Regions from separate parts of the Mus musculus genome. Here regions 1, 3, 4 and 5 are each linked to region 2. Evidence: chromatin contacts called from public Hi-C and promoter capture Hi-C data. All regions are on one chromosome and are shown on one strand. Each heading gives the region's core, a stretch centred on a gene start, on an enhancer-like site or on the middle of the called end of the contact. The rest is flanking DNA. Distances are from core to core; before and after follow the strand shown. Region 1 holds the start of Speg (SPEG complex locus). Region 2 holds the start of Cryba2 (crystallin, beta A2). Region 3 holds the start of Resp18 (regulated endocrine-specific protein 18). Region 4 holds the start of Dnajb2 (DnaJ heat shock protein family (Hsp40) member B2). Region 5 holds the start of Stk16 (serine/threonine kinase 16).

The links. Promoter capture Hi-C pulls out the DNA fragments that hold promoters and counts their contacts. Hi-C and Micro-C count contacts between places; a contact is called where the count stands out from the background. Capture Hi-C pulls out chosen DNA fragments and counts their contacts.
Region 1: a Hi-C map of embryonic stem cells shows a contact between it and region 2, with 2.1 times the contacts expected there. The contact joins the promoter of Speg here to the promoter of Cryba2 in region 2. A contact is called at or near these places in 6 of 39 promoter capture datasets (the HPC-7 cell line, cranial neural crest, embryonic stem cells and 1 more), 6 of 484 Hi-C or Micro-C datasets (all in embryonic stem cells), 4 of 115 datasets of contacts at active chromatin or transcription factors (all in embryonic stem cells) and 3 of 9 other capture datasets (adipose tissue, liver and pancreatic islet).
Region 3: a promoter capture Hi-C map of second pharyngeal arch cranial neural crest shows a contact between it and region 2. The contact joins the promoter of Resp18 here to the promoter of Cryba2 in region 2. A contact is called at or near these places in 22 of 39 promoter capture datasets (3T3-L1-derived adipocytes, the C10 cell line, the HPC-7 cell line and 13 more), 4 of 484 Hi-C or Micro-C datasets (bone marrow-derived macrophages, embryonic stem cells, immediate neuronal precursor and 1 more), 8 of 115 datasets of contacts at active chromatin or transcription factors (craniofacial prominence, embryonic basal ganglia, embryonic hindbrain and 5 more) and 5 of 9 other capture datasets (adipose tissue, embryonic stem cells, liver and 2 more).
Region 4: a contact with region 2 is called in a promoter capture Hi-C map of pancreatic islet. The contact joins the promoter of Dnajb2 here to the promoter of Cryba2 in region 2. A contact is called at or near these places in 15 of 39 promoter capture datasets (3T3-L1-derived adipocytes, the C10 cell line, the HPC-7 cell line and 10 more), 1 of 15 datasets of contacts at CTCF or cohesin (embryonic stem cells), 6 of 484 Hi-C or Micro-C datasets (B cells, the G1E-ER4 cell line, embryonic stem cells and 2 more), 6 of 115 datasets of contacts at active chromatin or transcription factors (bone marrow-derived macrophages, extraembryonic endoderm stem cells, fetal liver and 3 more) and 3 of 9 other capture datasets (embryonic stem cells, liver and pancreatic islet).
Region 5: a contact with region 2 is called in a promoter capture Hi-C map of neural stem cells. The contact joins the promoter of Stk16 here to the promoter of Cryba2 in region 2. A contact is called at or near these places in 6 of 39 promoter capture datasets (cranial neural crest, embryonic stem cells, frontonasal cranial neural crest and 3 more), 2 of 115 datasets of contacts at active chromatin or transcription factors (neural tube and pancreatic cancer cells) and 2 of 9 other capture datasets (adipose tissue and pancreatic islet).

What each region holds. Positions count from the first base shown.
Region 1 is chr1:75,373,902-75,376,601 of GRCm38.p6, reverse strand. It overlaps Speg (SPEG complex locus), which reads right to left and starts at 1,305. Exons shown (of 41, transcript NM_007463.4): 1 at 769-1,305. The coding sequence starts at 1,162. It overlaps Gm15179 (predicted gene 15179), which reads left to right and starts at 1,587. Exons shown (of 4, transcript NR_037976.1): 1 at 1,587-1,715.
Region 2 is chr1:74,891,733-74,894,432 of GRCm38.p6, reverse strand. Cryba2 (crystallin, beta A2) reads left to right here and starts at 1,290. Exons shown (of 5, transcript NM_021541.3): 1 at 1,290-1,356; 2 at 1,542-1,706; 3 at 2,346-2,487. The coding sequence starts at 1,546.
Region 3 is chr1:75,277,045-75,279,744 of GRCm38.p6, reverse strand. It overlaps Resp18 (regulated endocrine-specific protein 18), which reads left to right and starts at 1,330. Exons shown (of 6, transcript NM_009049.2): 1 at 1,330-1,543. The coding sequence starts at 1,438.
Region 4 is chr1:75,235,168-75,237,956 of GRCm38.p6, reverse strand. It overlaps Dnajb2 (DnaJ heat shock protein family (Hsp40) member B2), which reads right to left and starts at 1,534. Exons shown (of 9, transcript NM_001159883.1): 1 at 1,368-1,534; 2 at 1,009-1,105; 3 at 393-502. The coding sequence starts at 1,073.
Region 5 is chr1:75,209,435-75,212,139 of GRCm38.p6, reverse strand. It overlaps Stk16 (serine/threonine kinase 16), which reads right to left and starts at 1,311. Exons shown (of 8, transcript NM_011494.5): 1 at 1,088-1,311; 2 at 726-900; 3 at 1-215. The coding sequence starts at 811. It overlaps Glb1l (galactosidase, beta 1-like), which reads left to right and starts at 1,385. Exons shown (of 17, transcript NM_029010.2): 1 at 1,385-1,549; 2 at 2,637-2,705. The coding sequence starts at 2,700.

The DNA of each region.
Region 1 (2,700 bases), core at 56-2,555, 480 kb before region 2:
TTCCGTGTCCTCTGAACACTCATATGGAAACCTCAATAGAGATACATGATTCACAGGCTTTCAACACTAGCCACATCTACCCTAGGGCTGTGTGTTTGTATTAACCCCATGAGAGTCCAGAGCCTCCCACAACTCAGAATGCCTCAAACACACACACACACACACACACACACACACACACACACACACACACACACACACACGGATTCTCAAACAGCCACTTCTCACATCTGGGTCCTGCTCATACACATCTGACCCCTTCTGCTTTGCCTAGTTCTGACCACACCATTCTTGTCCCAGTGTTGATCATGAAGAGAGAAGGTCTAGCCATAGCCATCTCCTCCCACATGGTCTGGAACAGGAGAACTGGCCTGTCTTTAAGACAACACACACACATACTGAGAGGGGCTGGTCACCAGGTCTCAAGTCTGTCACTGGAGCAGACGAGGGCATTTCTCTCCAGAAGGTTTCTCTCTATTGGATTAGGAGAGTTTTTGCACTATTGACCGAGAGGTCTGTGTGGGTCTCAGGCTAGACCCACCAACTGCTGACCGTTGACCTCTGACCTTCTTATGAGAAGCATCTCTATCTACCTTGATACACTCTCCTGCCTTTCCCTGTTGATCTGCCCTTCAGAAGGGGCCCATCAGGGAAAACGGGACACCTGGGAAGATGGTGAGGGACTGCAACCTGCATCGCATGGCCTGGGCAGCTGTCTCTACCCCTTGTGACCCCAGCCCTGCCAGGTAGGCCCCACCTCCGCATTACCTCTGACCTCCAGCACTGTGAGCACTGCCTCACAGGAGGCCTGGCCCCGCTCATTCTGGGCGCTGCAGCTGTACACGCCGGCGTCCTGAGCCCCGCAGCTCCGCAGCCACAGGCAGCTGGGCTCTGGGGCCGGTGGAGGCAGGAGCTGCCCATCCCGGAACCAGCTGAGGCTAGGCTGGGGTGTCCCGCTCACTACTACCCGCAGCCTTACATCACTGCCCGCACACACCGCCGCGTTCTTCAGGGGCCGCAGGAAGACCGGCGCCCCGGCCCCATCCCCGGTGACGAGGACCCCTCTGCCGGCCCCCACCTTGGCTCTCTTCGGGGGCACCCCGGGGCTAGGAGGTGCCCTCGTGCCGGCGTCCTCGCCTCGCGTGCCCCGGGCTTTCTGCATGGCCTCTGCGAGCTGGACTAGAGGGGCAGGGGACGCTAGAATTGGGAGGCCAGGGGGACGCCCTAGGGGGTATGGTGCCTTAAGAGATGAGTCCTATGGGGCCGGCGGCCGGCCTTCCTGCTGCCCGCCCGCTTTCGGCCTGTGCAGAAGGTCACCAGGGCGGCCGGCGATTGCGCCTCAGGGACTATTTTTAGGGCCCCCGGCTCGGGTTGCGAATGAGCAGTGGAGGGAGGGGGCAGCAGAGGAGGGGATTTGGACTCCATGTGGCTCCTCTCTCTCCCAGTGCCCCCATCGCCAGAGCTGGCCTAAAAGAATCTCCTCCCCCACGGTGTGTCGCCCCCTTCCCCGCCCCCAGCTTGTGAAATCTGGGGGAGTCGAATTACCCCTGGGCTTAGGCCCGCTTCCTTTCTTCGGGCCCCAGCGCCCTAGTCTCACTAGGCTGGTTGGAGAGGAAGAGGAAAGGTCCAGAGATGAGAGGCACATGGAGAGACAGGCCCCAGTGGAGGTGAGCAGACCGGACCAATGGCCTCTCCCAGCACCTCCGTAACAGCTGGTAAGCACCAAGACCCAAAGCCTGGAGTTCTGGTGGATTTTCAGCTCCCAGCAGGTCCTGTGCTCACTACACCACCACCCTACTACCTTCACCAGCCAGGTGACCCCTAACCCTCTCTCAATTTGCCTTCACCTATAGAAAGGGAAGTTGGCTAGGATTGCAATCAGCAATAATAGCCTCAAGGGGAGACACGGATGGCATGAGGACAACGCGGTAAAAGAGGGGTTTGGAAGGCTTGAAGTGTGAATGAGGACAACAGGTTGGGTTGGTGAGGATTCCATTCTCCAGGCAGGGAGCGCTGTGCCTGATTTCAAGCCTGGGGGATTTCTTTGCCCAACTTGTGGAGGTTGGATACACACACATGGGGTAAATGCAGGGGTGTCCAGGCCACTCGACATAGGTTGCAGTCCCTCACCGTCTTCCCAGGTGCCCACTTTTCTCAGCTGTGCTCACTCTGAAGGACAGATCAACAGGGAAAGGCAGGGAAAGAATCAAGGTGACAGAGGCTTTGCACGTGAAGGTTGGAGGTCAAAGGTCAGCCAGGGACCCACACAGACTTCTTGGATGATAGCGCAGAAGCTCTTCTTTCCCGTAGAGAGAAGTCCCTGGGGGATGGACACACACACACACACACGCACACACACACATGCGCACGCGCGCACACACACACACACACACACACACGCACACACAAGCACGCATGTACACACAGGCACATGAATGCATATAAAACTGTTAAATCTGATGATCTGGATATTCCATCCCAAAGTCACTTTCTTAGTAGTCATACAAGATGTCACCACTGGGAAATGACCACAGGATCTATCTATCTCTTCTTTGTTATATCTGACAACTGCATATACAGAATATGAATTTACATTTCAAGGGACTTTCATAGGATTCCTGAGGTCATCAGTTCCATTTGCACACACACACACACACACACACACACACACACACACACACACACACCTTTACAGATCTA
Region 2 (2,700 bases), core at 41-2,540:
CTGATAAAGGCTAAAGAGAAAAACGTACTCGATGGGTGGTGTTTTGTGGCTGGTACCATCTACAGAGTAGCAGAGGAGCTAGCCACACCAAGAATGTGTGGTTAAAACATCCCAGGGAAATCGAAGGGCAAAAGCAAAGGCTCTCGGCCAGCCACGGATGGGTTTAGCAGTTGGTAGAAGGAAGGTGCCAGAGGTTAAGCTTCCGGGAGTTGAGGTAGGGGGTCTGGCAACAGAACAAAAGGCCTCCTGGATGTTCTTAACTATGAAAGTGGCTAGGTGTGGATTTGAAGAAAGCCCCACACCCTGCTGGGCTTCAATTTTTATGTTTGTGTGTGCAAACTGAACCCACCAGGCTGCTGAGTCTATAGAGGAGGCACTTGGCAAACAGGAGTAACAAAATATTTCCCACCCACCTCCTTCCCTCTTCTGCTGGGTTAGCCTCTCTCGTTGTTAAGGATCTGTAATCAGCCTGCCTTCTAAATGACAGCTAAAAGGGCGAGGAGACCTCCTTTGGGGTCCCTAGCCTTTTCTGTCCCATCTCCCCACCTCCCCACTGCTGCAGATTCTGGTGCCTCGGTGGTCCCCGAGAGGGTGGGGGAAGACTGAGAGCCACTTCTATCTAGGACAGTTGAACCCTCTCTTGGCACTTGTATTCTTAAAATCCAGGAAAAAAACAAAAACAAAAACAAAACCCAAAAAACCAAACCAAACCAAACCAAAACCCATGCTAGCGCTCCCGGGTGCTTTTCAGTGTTTAGTGCCGCCTGGCGGCGAGGCCTGGTCTTGACCTCAGTGCCAGAGAAGACTCCTTGGAAAGCTCCGCTCAGGAAGAAAAGGGTAACAGCGAACAGGTCCTGAGGGCCTTGGCGCAGCGTCCTTAGAGAAGGGTCTTCTCTTCCTCCTCCCTAGTGTCCCCCAAAAGCAAGATCTTCACCTAGAGAGTTTTGACTTTGGAAAGAACTGTGCTGGCCAGGCTTACGCAGTCTTAGAAAAGGCTAAACCGTACGCTTACGGTCACGCCTGAGTGTCTGTGCCAGGGATTGCTTGTTCTGCCCCTAGGCTAGGAGTCTCTACCAGGCTTAGACCACAGTGAAAGAAAGCGCAGAGTCAGCCTGGGCTCCGGCAGACACGATGTGCGCCTCAGCACTTTCCGTTGTCATGCATGCGGGCTGGGACCAGATCGGTGACTCCGCTGCCTATGCAGACCAGAGCTGGCCAAAGCCTGCCAGCTGACTCAGCTTGCACACCCCACCCGGATTCCACAGGGAGAGGCAGCCAGACATGACTATAAAGCAGCGAACACCAGGCTCGCGCGCAGCCTCTCCATTTTCCGTCGGTGCGGTGCTCACTCACTCGGTGAGTACTGGGGGGAGAGGGAGTAACAAGGGAACCTCCCCTCACGCCCACCCGCTCCGCACAGCGGCAGCCTGTGTCCGGATCCAGACCCTAGATTCCTCACACCCTACTGGGGATGGGCAGGCTTAGGCTAAGTAGAGTGTTCCCGAGAAGTTAGCCCATGATCTTGCCCTTCTTATCTGCAGCGACATGAGCAGCGCCCCCGCGCCGGGCTCGGCGCCCGTTTGCCTCACACTCTGGGATGAGGAGGACTTCCAGGGTCGTCGCTGCCGGCTACTGAGCGACTGTGCCAACGTCTGTGAGCGGGGAGCCCTGCGCAGGGTGCGCTCAGTCAAGGTGGAAAACGGCGCGTGAGTGATCCTGCTGTGGCTAATGGGCCAATTTAGGGGTTTTCTGGCTTCTCTCCCTTCCACCCTAGCCAAAGTCAGAGCCCGGAACTTCAACCTTCACTCCAGTGCGCCGTAGACAGACTCATCAAGGAGAGAAATCTTTGTCCTCTCCAGTACTCCCAACCCCTCCCCAAGACAAAGGCAAGAAGCAATCGTGGGGCCGCCCTGAAACCTCCACGTTTTCTTTGTGCAGGTGGCTTTGTGGAGACAGATCCTTTGTGCTCTGCCCATCTGGGTATCCTAGAAGCCAGGTTGGGGTCCTGAAGATAGCAGAGGCTCCTTTGCCACTATAGCAGTACAGAGAACGGTTGGCTGCCTATGCAGTCACATAAAACCCAGAAGGAAGTCACTGGTTCGGCGATCTTATTAACCTGAAACATTCCTTCTAACCGCGGGCGATAAACGGGAAACCTGGGCCTTTCTAGCTCAGGTTTGGGGCTTTCAGTTTCCAGAGGAGCTGGGTCTATCTGAGGAATGGTTTAGCGTTGGAGAAATAGTTTGAGTCCCCGGATATTTTCAACCTTAGCAAACAGGGTGATGATGGGGGAGAGGGAGACTGAGCAGATGTTTCCCAGTTCCTCTTCTCTTTTTTTTTTTCAGATGGGTGGCCTTCGAGTACCCCGACTTCCAGGGACAGCAGTTCATTCTAGAGAAGGGAGACTATCCTTGCTGGAGTGCCTGGAGCGGAAGCAGTGGCCACCACAGCAACCAATTGCTGTCCTTCAGGCCAGTGCTCTGTGCGGTGAGCACAGCCAACTCCTCCCCCCCCCCCCCCCCCACACACACACACGCGCGCGCGCGCACACACACACACACCCCAACCTCTGATCTCCTGCCACCAAGCTCCAGGTCCCAACCAAAGTGAGTTGCTTTGAAATACCTACCCACCCACCACCACCCCATGATGTATGAATAAACTCTTGGGTGGGTGGTAGTGGCATTTGTGGACCTATCC
Region 3 (2,700 bases), core at 81-2,580, 390 kb before region 2:
CTTAACAAGCTTCCCTTTATGGTTTCCTGAGTCTTAAGTTTCCCTCCTGGGTGGTATATGCCAATTCATTGTTTTATAGCACCTCTCAAATTGCTTCTATAAATCATTTAAAAAATAAAATGTTAAGCATATAATCGGTGACAACAAACTTTCAGATCCTGGCGTGGGAAAACACCTTGTGCCAGACAGTCCTGTTAATATATACTGACTATATATATTTTTTTTTTCCAGGCAAAAGACAAATGAAACTGTGTGAAGACACAGAGTCCAAACAAAAGGAAGAAAAGTGATTGGGATCATAACCCTTGGTGAGTAAATGTTCCACCAGGTGAGTTCTACATTTCCCCCCACGACACGGCGGACAGTTCACCGTTCCCTTCAGCACCAACAGACTCTAGCAGAAAGTAATGGTGGAACAGGCTGGGGAGCAGAGTTGCAGGTTCTTAGGTGCCAAGGCAGCCAGAAACTGAAGAGGAATTCTGGGTAATGAGTGGTCTACAGAGAGAGAACCTGAAATCTGAATGCAAATCTCCCCTAAATTCTCAGCTATCTTCTAAATAGCACATGCACAGGGGTGAGATTTCCAAGAGCCTAAAGGAAAAGCCAGATATCTGAGCAAAGATTTTGGCAGCTGCCACGGTTCTAAGGAGGCAAAGCCTGGAGCCAGAACCCACAAAATTAGAGGGTCTTCCTAAACACCTCACCGAGTCTCAAAACACCCTGAGCAGTAAATACTGAAGAAAGACAATGCAATCCAGAGACTCCACAAAGCATCAACCCAAAAAACACCCACTTTACAACAAAACTTAACATTGGAGCTTAGAAACATGGCACGGGACAAGTGGCAGTGTGCCAGGTACTTAGTTATCGAAATAGATCTATTTTAAAGTGTACGGTGGTTAGGATTTGGGCAACCACAATGGCTGTGGGAAAATAAGGATGGACATTCAGTGTTTTGCGGGTTGAACCCATATGGTTGCTAAAAGATTTTAAATGGATGAAGAGAAAACGAGGTCGAAGGCAATAACCAGTCATCAGGCTGAGTGCTCACTCTTCCCTCGCAGTTCATATTTAAATATCACAACCAAACACATGAAGTTGGTTCCATTTCCACCCCCATCTCATATGCAATCAGTCTCTCCTTCCTTGGAGATTGAGAATGGCGGCTTATCTGGAAAAGTGTGTAGAGGGTGGGGGGCAGAAATTCCAAAAGGTAGAATGGAGAGAGGCCAAAGAGGATGGCTAACTTGGGTAAGCAGCTGCAGGGGCAGAGCCTGCTTGTGATTGGCCGAATTGCAGAGGAGGGCTCTGCAGATCTCTTGTCGCGTCTCTAGCGCTAGAGGGTGAAAAGTGACATCCTGGCACAGGCCCCCTGGCTATTGTTGCTACTTCCACTACGACCTAGCTCGAGGAACCGTGAGTTTGGATCCAGCCAAGATGCAGAGTTCGTTAAAGCCCGCGGGCTCCGGGCATCTTCAGCTACTGGTCTGCTTCCTTCTGCTTTACAGTCGTCCAGGCAGCTGCAGCGACATAAACGCCCACGGTCAGGAGAGAACTTGGGGTGGGGGTGGGGAGTGCGGACAGGCCAGAGAGCAATTCTGAGAGCAGAGGTTCTGGCCTTCAAGGCTAAAAGACTCAGGAGGAAAACCGTTTAGGATGACAATAGAGAAACGCAGAGGGTTTCAGCGGGACAGAAGCAGTCTTGGCATTTGGTGTTCAGGGTCTAGACAGAAGGAACGACCCAGGGAAAGGTTGGGGGTTGGGGAAAGAGTAGGAAAAACAGATGAGCCAAGGGTGGCTGCAGTACACCCCAGACGTTTCGGGGGGGGGGGGGTCAGGAAAGAGATAACCAGGACTAAGTGGAAAACCAGGAGTGCTCGTATTTGGTTATCTTATCAAGGGAATAAGTGGGTGGGGCTGAGAGACAGAATCAAGGCTCAGCCATAAACCTGCAGAGTACAGGGGCTGGACCCGGTTTCATGAAGTGGGGGAAGCTAGGTTGGGGTGAAACAGGTTGGAGGGAGACCATTCTACTTCCTCCTGTTCTGATCTGCGCCATCCTGGATGGACCTGGCCGGCACTCACTTGGTAACAGTCGGGGAAAGACTGCGCAGCCTCAGAATACCTGCGCAGACCATTGCACAAAGTCCTAGTCTGACGCCCCATCTCCCTGCGGGATTCTTGGGTTTGGAAGCCAATGCAGAGGATTCGCAAAACACTGCGGGTGGAGATCTGGTGTCAAACAAGGGGAGAACTGAGGCAGGGTGGGAACGGAGTAGAATGGGGGGTGGGAAGTGCAGGTGCCAAGGCGTTGTCATTACCGCCCGCAATGACTACATCTGACCCTCCTCAGCACCACGGACAGCTCCAGCCCATTCTGTGGATCCTGGTTTCCCCATGTACTTTACCAGACACCCTCTCAGACTGAACATAGCCTCTTCTTTGGAAGTTCTCTTTTTTACCAGGACACTAGAACCTCTACTTCTTTCTAGGGCCAGGAAACTGTATTGTGAATCTATCTGAATGGAGTGAGGGAGAGAATTGCCCATTCTTGGAAGACCTATGATTTGAGGCTAGCCTGAGATACATAGCAAGACAAAGAGTTTTGTTTTGTTTTGTTTTATTGTTGTTGTTTGTTTTTTAATTAACTGAAGTGGAACAGGGAGAATTTTTTTCTTTAACACTACTCACTTATCCTTC
Region 4 (2,789 bases), core at 285-2,784, 340 kb before region 2:
GGAATCATGGCTTGACAGTAGAAAACTTGCTTTAGCATGTGCAATGCCCTAGGCATACTCAAGCACAGAGGAAAAAAAAAAATCACCCATCAGACCTGGATTCATATTCTGGCTCAAGAAATGGGCAAATTATTTCATCTCTCTCAGCCTCAGTTTACTAGCCTACAAAATGGGGGTGATAAGCTGGCCTGGCAGGAAAGCTATGACCTTCCCCGATCAGGACCCAAATTGCTCTTCAGACCCTGCTAGACAGACATAACATGGAGGCGATTAAACACTATCTAAAATAAAATCATGGAGGAGACGGGATGGAGGCGTGGCTTTAGGAAGGAGTACCAAGAATGAATGGAAGCAGGGGGACATGCCGGTCCCTGCAGGACCCCAAGCCTTACTGTCAGATAGTACTTCATAGGCCTCTGCCACCTCCTTAAATTTTTTTTCAGCAAATTCTTTATTATCCGGGTTCTTGTCTGGGTGCCACTGCAGAGCCTTCTTTCGGTACCTGCAGGAAGTGAGTGCAGAGGGAGGGTCAGGAGACTGATGTAGGCTTTGCCCACCGACTACCCTTTTTGCTTAGTCCAACACCCTTTCACTGCCCCGATCCCAGAATACCTCACGACTGCAGCCTGTATTCAGGGGTTTCTCTCCCTGTGGTGTGCCAGGGATATGAGTAAAAAGGAAAGTCCCTGCCATAAGCCCTTTCTTGGGGTTCTTTTGATAGAGCTATCTATAGCCACAGGGAGAGTGGAGACACTGTCCTGTCTCATAGCCTGGGCATTTTAGCACTGCAACCTGGGCAAGCCCACATGTAGGAGCTGGAGGAGAGGGGAGCTGGGTGTATAGAGGACGCTAAAGAAGGTCAGCTCTTCTTCCCTGGCTGGACTTGGTCTTCGTACTTTCCCAAGGGTCTCCTTCCTCCCTTCAGCCAGACCTCTAAAGGGCCCCTGGCACTCAGGGGGGCGGGGAACAAGGGTCAGAGCCTTTCTGTAACACAGCCGAGGCACTTACGCCTTCTTGATGTCATCAGGGGACGCACTCCGCGGTACGTCTAGAATCTCGTAGTAGGATGCCATGGCAACTCAGCGTCAGACGTCCCTCCTCCAGGCTGCGGGAGAGAAGGGGTCAGGCCGACAGAGGCACCGCAGCTCCGTGCGGCCGCAACCCCGGGCAGGCAGGCGACACTTCGAGGTGGAATCGGGCCGGGGAGCCACGCCTGCGGCCAGTGACTAGGCTCCTTCGCAGCCTTTATCTGGTCCCGCAGGCCGGTGCCCAGGGCTATCTCACGGCAGGAGTGGGGAGCCCTACCCGAACCCCCTAAGTCTAGTAACCCGATCTGAACCCCCAACCTGACCCAGCTGGGACCGCACCTCCTCTGCCGGGAGTCCCGCCCCTGCCCCCCGCAGGGGAACCGCCTAGCACCCGCTGCCCGGCTCGCGGCCACTGCGTACGACACGCCAGGCTGGGTTGTGTGCGCAAGCATGCGTCAGCGCCCTGGAAACTACTAGAGACTCAGAGGGCCGGCTCGGCCGGTCACACGAGGGGGCGGGGGCGGGGGGGGCGGGGGCGCTGCAGGGGCTGCTGGGAGATGAGGGCGGAGCCGTTTATTTTAGTTTTTCACCCAGGCGACGTCATTCCCAGGTGGGACTTAGGAGGCTGAAGTCGGCTATATCTTTCCAGCTATGACGCAGTCTCTCAAACACAGGCAGAGGGGCGGTCCGCAAGCTAGGTGCGGGTCCCCTGTCCTGTCGCTGGCCTCTAAAAGTGCTTCACGATCCCTGAGTACTTCCCCCAGGCCATCACCTCCAAGACTCACCGAGTCTCCTCTGGGCCTAACCCTTCTTCATAGCTTAGCTCCAGTGCTAAGTCTTCAAAAGAGGCTGCCCTGGCTCCCCTGAGTAGGTCAGACCTGCTTTTTATAGAGTCTCGTGGCATTTTCTTCTCCACACTGTCAGAGCCACAAATTAACATTTATTTGATGATCATCTATCTCCCCCAGTAGAATGTAAATTATACAAGGTAAGAATTGTGTCCTCCTTCGTTCGTCATCCCCTTAGTCTTTAGTCAGAATTGAAACGTATCAGTTGGACAGCCGAATAACACTTGGAAGACTTTTAACATTTTTGACCTAGAAAGGGTGAGGTAGAAGAGCCTAGTATGAGGAAATTAGTAGACTCAACGTTTCTCTTCCACAGCTGATCGTAAGTAGATCTATTTAGCCTCAGAATGATTTCTGGATTCAGATCTCAGGAAAAGGGAACCTTCCAGAAGTGGGTCTTGTTTTATTCCATCTGGCCAATTCCTAGACATTAGTGTACTGTTTTCTTAGTAGATGCTGCCAGAAGGTACTAAGAATGTAAAGCTATGGGGATAGCTTAGGGGTAGAGTGCTTGCCCAGCAGCCGCCAGACCTTACTTAGCCTCAATTCCCAGCACTGGGGGAGGGATAAAAAATGGCATGGGATGTCACACACACACACACACACACACACACACACACACACACACAGCCTATCAGCAGAACCCACTGGGAAACTCAGAACTCTGAGAGCAGGGAGACCTGGCCTTGCAACCGGATGCTGCTGTGTGACTTGGGAACATCCAAGGCCTGTTTTCCCCCTTAAGTATAGGTAACACCTAGAGTTGTTAGAAGTCAAATGAAGCATGGTTTATGGAAGCTGTTATTAGCATAATGCTTTCTGGTGTCACACATGACCCAAGCAGGAATGGTTGTATGAGTCCAGTCAGTGTTTCAGGACAGGTGACCTGGGGACATCTCATCAAAGCAACAGC
Region 5 (2,705 bases), core at 62-2,561, 320 kb before region 2:
AGAAGGGCAGCAGCAGCCAGGCTTCATGCTTAGCACCTCGTTCTTTCAGAGAGTAAGCCATGAGGCGAAGGATGTTGGGATGCTGGAAGAGGCGATGCATCTCTGCCTCTCGTTGGGCTTCTTCCTGGTCTTGCTGCTCATGGCACAGGATCCGCTTCAGGGCGTAGAAGTGTCCATCATGCAAGCCCTCCACTAGGTCCACATAGCTGAATCCACTGTGGGCCAAAGGGGTCACAGTGAAGGACCATGGTCATCTCTCACATAGCTCGGACCCAGAGGAATTCCCTTAGGGAGGAGTGCCTCTTACACAGAGTGGAAACACTCCCAAGATGTAGCTCTCATATAGTTTCAAGACATTAGGATCTGCGTTTCCCGAGAGCAGGGGCACAGAAATCACTGAGGTTTTGGTCTGAGCATAATGTGTTCAATTAATTTCAAGTCCTCATGAGTCAGGCACTGGGTGACATGCTTTAAAGAATATACTATCTCACTGAGTTTCCACAAGTCCCTCAGCGAGACATTATAATCATCTCCTTTTAAGCAGAAGAAACCACAGTTGACTTAAGGTCACACAAGGTAGATCCAGGAGGCCAGAGTCTAGAATCCACTTCTTGACCCGTTCAGCTAACCGGTCAGGTGGGGTAGACTCTAAGGCTAACACTCTTGCAACTCTATCACTGTCTCTAAACGACCTGGGTCTAGCTAAGTGACGTCCAAACACTCACCCTTCCCCCAATTTCTGGACGAAGAGGTAACGCTTATTGTCAATGATGACAGTTCCCCGGGAGCAGACACACAGTGCGTGGCCCATAACGTCTCAGTCATCCTCTTCAGGGATGGTCTTCCTTCCAGGGAGAGTGGGCTCTTCCAGGCGATGCGGTGGGGTCCCGGCGGGTCATGCTGGAATGGAAACAGCAAGTCGCGGGTTCAAGAACAATCTAGACAGCCACGGAGGTACCAACCAGGAGAGCTCAGGCTCACCTCCAAGAACCCATATTCACGTCTAAAGAAAACTGGCCCTGGCGACTCCAGCGCTAAGAAGGCTGAGTTCTGGCACCCCAAAGCCTCAGGCCACGCTGCGTCTTACCAGGCCGCTTCTTTCAACCCCGGCCCACCTTCGGCCAGGTCCAGCTCTCGCACCCGTCAGGCATGGGGTGGCGGCGCAGGAGGTGCGGGGCTCGAGCCCACCTCTGGCCGAGTCCACCCTCCGTCGCTCGGGAACGAGCACAGGGTCTGCCACTACAAACTCCACACCGACCGGTCTCCGGCCTGTGCGAAGGGCCAGGGACCGGAAGCCCGGATGACATCATCAGTCCGCGTCGAAGTAACGGCCCGCTGTATCCTAGCAACAAGAGGCGGCAAGAGGATGTGGGGACCCGGAAGTGAGAGGCTGGGGCCCGGCTAGACCTGGGGTGTATTGGTTTCTCTATCTCGCCGAGGGTTCCCACTTGGCCCTCAGTAAGGGTCAAGACGCAGGGACTAGTACCAAAGGGGAGCAAAGCAGGGCTCTGCCCGAGGCCCCTAGGACCTCTGTCTCCCAATGTCAGAGGTAGGAGGTCTTATAGCTCCCGCGCGCTGGAGTTAGAAAGTGGCTTTCTACAATCTAGCTTGGAGGAGGGACCAGAGAAGGGCGGGTGCTGACCCTTAGATGCCAAGAGGTCTGACCCCTTAACACTCTCAGGGGTCTAGCCTGTACTCCACTGCCTTGGCTAGTGTCTGTGTCCTTAAACTAGAGTGCCCGTTTCTAAACCTGGTCCTAACAGTCTCCTAGCTGTGTGGCCTCCTGCAAGTTATTTAGTCTTTCAGATCCTCACTTTTCCCAGCTGTAAGACAGTACCTACGGCTAAGTGTCGTGAGTTATGAGGCCAAACTGACTAGTTCCAATCCCAGCTCTACTGAGCTAGTTGTGACTTTGGACAGCTACTTGTTATTTCTAACCTTCATTTTCCTCGTGTGTAAGATGAGAATGAGAGTTATTTCATGGGTTGTTTCAAAATTAAATGAGTTGTCTTTCGTACAACTTTGGAAACAGCCGTATATCAATGTGTGTCAATAAACAGAAATAATAGTATTTTCTACGGCTGTGAAGGCAGGAGAAGTGGAAAATTAGACTTCTAAGCCTATGAACTATGCAGTTTGTTTCACATCTCTTGCCTAGACAGGCAGAATATATTGGAAAGGGGTGTACCTCCAAAAAAGATAGTGACCAGGACAGGCTTCTTGTAACCCCTTTCCACAGCATGATCACTCTGAAGATTTTCTAGGTTTTTCCACTGTTTCTGAATCCGTTTTAACCTTACTGCTCCCGTGCATATAGATTTAACCTGATATGTGCCGGATCCTTTGCTAGTCATGAAGATTTAAGACACCCTGTCAGCCCTCCGAGAGTTCAGTTTAGAAGAGCAGGTTTGTTAAAGCACAGACTCTAATTCTAGAGGTCTGGGGTAGGACCCGAGATTCTGCGTTTCTAACAAGCTCCCAGGTGATGCTAATGGAACTGATTCGGGTTCAGCACTTCGAGAAGTAATATTTTACAAACTAGTGGACCGTGGATGGCTACAGGCAAAGTCCGGGTTAACGGCCTGAAAAGTTGAGGTGGTCTCCGCCCCTTTGCTTGATGTCGGATTCCCTCCCAGGAATCCAACACGTGACGGGTGGGAAAGCCCTCACCGAATAGAAGAACTTTGTAAGCTCAGAAGATGCCA